Regions from separate parts of the Zea mays genome. Here region 1 is linked to region 2. A link is a contact called in public Hi-C data. All regions are on one chromosome and are shown on one strand. Each heading gives the region's core, a stretch centred on a gene start, on an enhancer-like site or on the middle of the called end of the contact. The rest is flanking DNA. Distances are from core to core; before and after follow the strand shown. Region 1 holds the start of LOC100282091. Region 2 holds the start of LOC118476237.

What was found. Hi-C and Micro-C count contacts between places; a contact is called where the count stands out from the background.
Region 1: a contact with region 2 is called in a Hi-C map of ear, with 4 times the contacts expected there. The contact joins the promoter of LOC100282091 here to the promoter of LOC118476237 in region 2. A contact is called at or near these places in 4 of 25 Hi-C or Micro-C datasets (bundle sheath, ear, leaf and 1 more).

The regions. Positions count from the first base shown.
Region 1 is chr2:63,265,618-63,268,578 of Zm-B73-REFERENCE-NAM-5.0, forward strand. LOC100282091 reads left to right here and starts at 1,291. Exons shown (of 2, transcript NM_001371822.1): 1 at 1,291-1,849; 2 at 2,010-2,961. The coding sequence starts at 1,370. The coding sequence ends at 2,522.
Region 2 is chr2:63,034,448-63,037,486 of Zm-B73-REFERENCE-NAM-5.0, forward strand. LOC118476237 reads right to left here and starts at 1,390. Exons shown (of 3, transcript XM_035965062.1): 1 at 905-1,390; 2 at 742-766. The coding sequence starts at 1,390.

The DNA of each region.
Region 1 (2,961 bases), core at 41-2,540, 230 kb after region 2:
CATTTGAAGAAAAAAAAAACCCCATATGCAACGTGCGGAGAAAATCACTTTGCATGGTTCGTGGTTCCTGACTTCCCGCGCGCCTTTCTCGCTGGGTGGCGTTGAAACCGCAGCCGCACGTCGTCCAGGCAGGGACTGCGACTGTTTGGGCCGCGTCGCATCGCATCGCCATGGTTCGTCGTTCGAGGGTGAAGTTTCACTGCGACTGCGAGATCGGATCTTTCTCGCGTGCGGTAAGCCCGTCTCCGACGGGGGAAGACTTTGACCGGCTGCCCCGCCGCAGCCGGAGATGCACATCGCTGCTTTTACTAGTGGCACGGACACGGACACGGACACGGATGCGCTAGTTTTAGCTTTCCCATCCGATCCAGAACAAAGCAGAGAAAAAAAGCCAGGACGACATGCACTAGCTAGCTAGACGACTTGAATCGGCCATGAAACATGGAAGTGGGGTGTGGCCCATCCATCAACATTTGTTGATCCATCCATCCAGCCCGGTCCACGTCCACCGCCGAACATCATATCGCACTCATCAGATTTCTCGACGTATTCTTAATTCTTATGTATGTAATTTATTTTGATCGGATTTCTCAACGTTTAATACAAAAGAGAGAGAGAGAGATAAATAAAAAGATAGAGAGAGAAAAAACAGGAGGAGGACAAAGAACGCGAGAAAATAAAATCTGATAGGGAAAAAAGATTAAAAAAATCAATAAATGGAAAAGCGAGAAAATTGAACGGATGTCAGCCCATGAATGTGACCAAGAGAAAGGTGAGAGAAATGGAGAAAAAAGGAAAATACCAAAGAACGGTAGATACGGAGAGATAAAAACAACCATTTACTACAGATCACATACACGCACGTGAAAGCGAAAGCAAAATGAATAACACATACTACAGTCCATCGAGTATGTACTACCTACCCATCATATTGGCAGCAGCAGCAGCAGACCACGGGGTAAAAAAAATCTGATCACTCCGTTGGTTCGCTGAAATAAACCGAGTGAATGTCCGCCCGTCTGGAATGGGGATTAGCTAGCAGCTTGCTATTGCTAGGCGAACCGCGAACGGCGTCCGCCCCACCCGGCCCGGCCAGGGCGGGTGGAAAGCGATCCGATTTTGTCCCGGCCTCGATCGCATCCGCGCGCCGTGCCCCCCCTACTACGTGTTTTTGTTGGCACCGGCTCACAGTCTTCGCTCTTCCGCCCCACCCGAGCCGGAGTCATGGCATGCCTTCCCTAACCGTGACAGTATATATATAACCACATCGGTTGCAAACCATCCATTCTCACTCCTCCCACTGGCGGTCGGTTCCCACGCCCGCCCAACGCCTTCGCGGTCGTCCTTGAGTTGCGCCTTGCGCCTTGCCATGGCCGTGCAGGGGCGGCACCTGTCGCACGACCTAGCAGCCCAGGCGGCGGGCGGCTACCTGTTCCTGGACGAGTACGCCGGGTGCGCGCCAGCCGCGGCCCCGGCCCCGGCCCGGATCGGGGACGCCACGACGGCGCTCAGCGACTTCCCGCGCGTCGAGGTTGCCTGGTGCAACTACGACGGCTTCCTGCCGAGGAAGCGGCCGCGCCTGGAGACGGCGGCGCCAGCAGCGGGCGGTGGTCTCTCAGAAGACCAGCGCGCGGGTTTGCCTCCGGCGGGCACGGAGCGCCTGCTGCCACTGCCTGTGGCTGTGGCACCGTTCGTCAACGCGCGGAGCCGCCGGGCGGTGGCGGCCTCCGGCACGGCGTCCACCAGTGGGAGGGTGGCAAGTGGCGCGACCGTGGCGGCCTCGCGGGGACTGCTGTCGTCGTGGACGCACCGCCACGGCGTGGAGATCGACGCGCTCGTTAGACTTGAGGTACGGGCGGCCATTGTTCGGTCGTGATCTTCATCTATCATCTGTCAATTGATGGTTAATAACTGGGAATCGACCGACTTCTTCCTTCTTCGTCATATGGGGACAACAACGCATGGTCCGACGGTGTCTGATCTGTGAGACATTATCTTGTGGTGCACAGGCAGAGAGGATGCGCGCGGCGCTGGAGGAGGCGCGGCGGCGGCACGCCCGCGCGCTGCTGGCCGCCGTGGGGCGCGCCGCGTCGGGGCGGCTGCGCGCGTCGGAGACGGACCTCGAGCGCGCGCTCCGGCGCGGCGCGGAGCTGGAGGAGAAGGCCCGGCAGGCGGGCGCCGAGTGCCAGGCGTGGATGGCCGTCGCCAGGAGGCACGAGGCCGCCGCCGCTGGCCTCCGCGCCACGCTGGACCAGCTCCTGCAGTCACCCTATGGCGCCGGCGGCGGCCGCGAGGAAGGCGGTGAGGCCGAGGACGCCGAGTCGTGTTGCTTCGAGGACGGCGGCGCGTCGTGCGCGTCCAGGTCCAAGCTGGCGTGCAGGTCGTGCGGCGCCGGCGAGGCGTCCGTGCTGCTGCTCCCGTGCCGGCACCTGTGCCTGTGCCGCGCGTGCGAGGCCGGCGTGGACGCCTGCCCCGTCTGCGCGGCCGCCAAGAACGGCTCGCTCCACGTCCTCGTCTCCTGATGGACTGAACATGTTCGTCGCCGACTGGTTACGCTACGTCACACGAGGCCATGGCAGGAGACGAGGCTTCCTGCGGACGCGATGCGCCGGTTACGGTTGATGCGCGGTTCATGCGCGAACGCAATGTGGCACAGCACAGAACGTCCTGGCAAATCGTGCGATGGCCATTCTGTTAATAATAACCGGAGATATGGCCGCAGAAGTGGATCGGGGACGATGTCCAACGAAGGGTGAAAAAAAAAGTTCTCTTCACGTGCACCAACAACAAGTCACAAACTCACCAGTGTCCACTGCCTTCTCTTCAAAGCACCGCGTTGGATGCTGGATGGAGATCGTTCTCCTGGTGGAGATTGCCAAGGGTTTAGTCAGTCCTTGAGGCGTTGTCTGGTTCTGATTCTGAAGATATCATTTTTTTCTTCTTCTAAACACACAGTTTTAC
Region 2 (3,039 bases), core at 140-2,639:
ATAGACAATTAAGCTTAACTATAGGAGAAACCCACTTGGCTCAATTCTATCTAAATTTGTTAATTTAGCAAAATTAGCTAACTTAGCTCAAATCTAGGAAAATAATCATTATAGTTCAATTGTAGCGAAACTTAGTGATTTTAGCGAAATTTAGTCAATCTAGCTCAAATTCAACCAAATTTAGTCAGTTTAGGTGAACCACATCTATCCCTAGTTGATGTAACTCAATTCTAACTAATTATAAACAATAGAGTTTTTAGACTTCACCATAATTACCCGCACCTGGAGACGCTAATGCCAAGGGTCTAACTTATTTGTCAACTAGTTGTTCAACTACACTCTAGGTAGCGGTGAGAACTCTAACCAACTGATGATTCCAAGTTCAGACTAATTTGATGTATGGATATTTGTACTTATTCTATTGTTTAAAATGGTTATTCCTTGAATAACTATTGATACTTTACGACTCATATGATGTGGATGATTTATGTAATGGATAGATACGATGTAGATGATTTGTGTGATGTTGTATTGGTACTAATGTATTTGATGTGGGTGGATATATGTGTTTGTGAATGTATTTGATGTAGATGAATATATATTTATTATGAATGGATGCATACTATAACTTCGACGATCCACAACCCGGTCGCCGATAGAAAACCTACGTACAACATTATAATATACACCCTAAATAGAATCATAATTACTGAAATAAAATTGCAACACAAGTTAGCATACCTCCCATGTGGCACACCTTCACCAGCTTCATAAGCAGTCGCAGTATTGTCATCCAGTCCACGTCATGTACACATTTATATTGCAACATTTCAATAAGCGACCCAACAAAACATTAATTTCAATTGAAATAAAAAATACATTTAAAGCCAATATTTATACTTACCAACTTTTCTGCCGCATTCTCGCCGCACAGAATCTCCTGGTGATATGGATTTGAACCTTTATGCCTCTTGATACAAACTTTAACAACCGAAGGCTGACACCATCTCGAGAAGCCTGCAAAGGACCACAGCGGCACTGGGTGGAGCACGGTGGCGCTCCCGACATGCTTGGTGCCGATGGTATGAATTAGAAATGAGTGAAGGGAGGAGTACGACACAGGGAGGAGAACAACAGGCGTGCTGGCAGCGCTATGCACGGTGGCGCTCCCGACATGCTTGGCACCGGTGGTATGGATTAGAAACGAGTGAAGGGAGGAGTACGACACAAGGAGGAGAACGACAGGCGTGCTGGCAGCGCTGTGCACGGTGGCGCGACGATCGACTTGGTGGCGACAGGCTAAGTTAGAAACGAGCGAGCAAAGACGAAGAACCGAGCGCACGCCCGACCTAGTCCAAAACTTAAGAACAGCTGACACTCTAACTGACATACTTAATATCTTTAGAACGTCGATCCCGATAGACTAATAGAACCGACGCTTTTCTCGGTTTTCCTGTAGTGATTACAATTTACTTTTCTAGTTCTGATTTTTATTCTAATTAAGACAAGATACCGATACAGTTAGGGGTGAAAACAAAAATGATAAATTTCGATTACCATGAGTCATTTTCAATTTTTTACCAAAATTCAGGTCTAAATGGAAATGAAAACAATTATTAAAAATATGGGAAAAAAATTGGTAGAAAAAATTCGGAAACGAAAATGGTTTGGGTCTCTTCCGACCTTTTCTGGAAATCACACTATTTATTCGGTATTTTACCGTCAGTAACAAATTTGGTAATTTGTTCGTTAATTTCTCAGAAAAATATTAAATCTAAACTGACCTTTGTAAATCCATAATAAACTTGTATTAACTTAGAAAAATATGAGACCAATTTTATTATTTTCCTAAAATCAAGATCTATATAATGGTATATAGTTTAGAGTTGTTTGAAACTTTTATAAATCTTATTTATAGTTTTATTTTCAATTATTACTCTTGATACATATATTCATAATTTGCACGAGAGCCTGAAGGGCTAGGATGATACCAATTATGTTGACTTTCTAACTATATGTATGTGGGCACGGTGCTTGTCTTTTGTATTTGTGAGATATTGCTTTAATGTTTTGTGAGATATGATTTAATCTTCATGAATTTATGAACACTTATATATTATTACTAATTTTATGTGGACGTACGACTTGTGTGAATTTTAGAAGTCAATTGAGGGTACATATCACGATTTTTACTGGTGTATTTTATATTCTGGCCATAACCGATGTGTTTTCCATCCTAAGCTTTCGTTTCTGATGTTTATAAATTACCGATGTCGTTTCCGTTTCCAGAGTTATCATTTTCGATTTTGTTTCCATGAAAAAAATGAAAATGTAAATAGTTTTAGTATTTACCAACCGTTTCCGACCGTTTTTACCTCAACCTATAGTGACATTTTTTGCTATGAAAGTAATTAAAATTAGTAGTACGCCTATAGTAATTGCCACATATAGATATGGTTTCCCATGGGCGGAGAGAAGACAAGTGGCAGAACCAGAGACCATCAGCGACGTGCCCGCCCCACTCCAGCACCACCACAAACACATGAAAAACTTTTTATAATACCTAGATTTTTTTTAATTTACTGCACATCAAAATATCAATATATCTATTTTTATCCTCATATTACTATTTCTATCCAATTTATAATTCATTTGAAGTTTTTTTTACTAAATTTGAATGGCTCGTCTTTTTTTTTGCGAAAAATGGAAATTTTAAAGTAACATTTAAAATATATTATATGCTAAACGATAGCACGGTAAAAAATATTATTACTATTGCATTTTTTAAAATAAAATGAACTGTCAAACTTGGCGTAAAATGTCAAACGCATTATAAATTGGAAGCCGGAGTGAGTATGATTTTTTTATTTTACACACACCACTTAGAAGTGTCATGATAATTGTGTCCCCTTAACAAAAAAAAATGGCTGGTTCTGCCAGCGGAGAGAGGACAGGCAACTACTGAACAAAACGATAAATGAGGTATGGACATGCCATGGTCAGATGGGTTAGGCATGCATCTTATATTGAACTTTATTT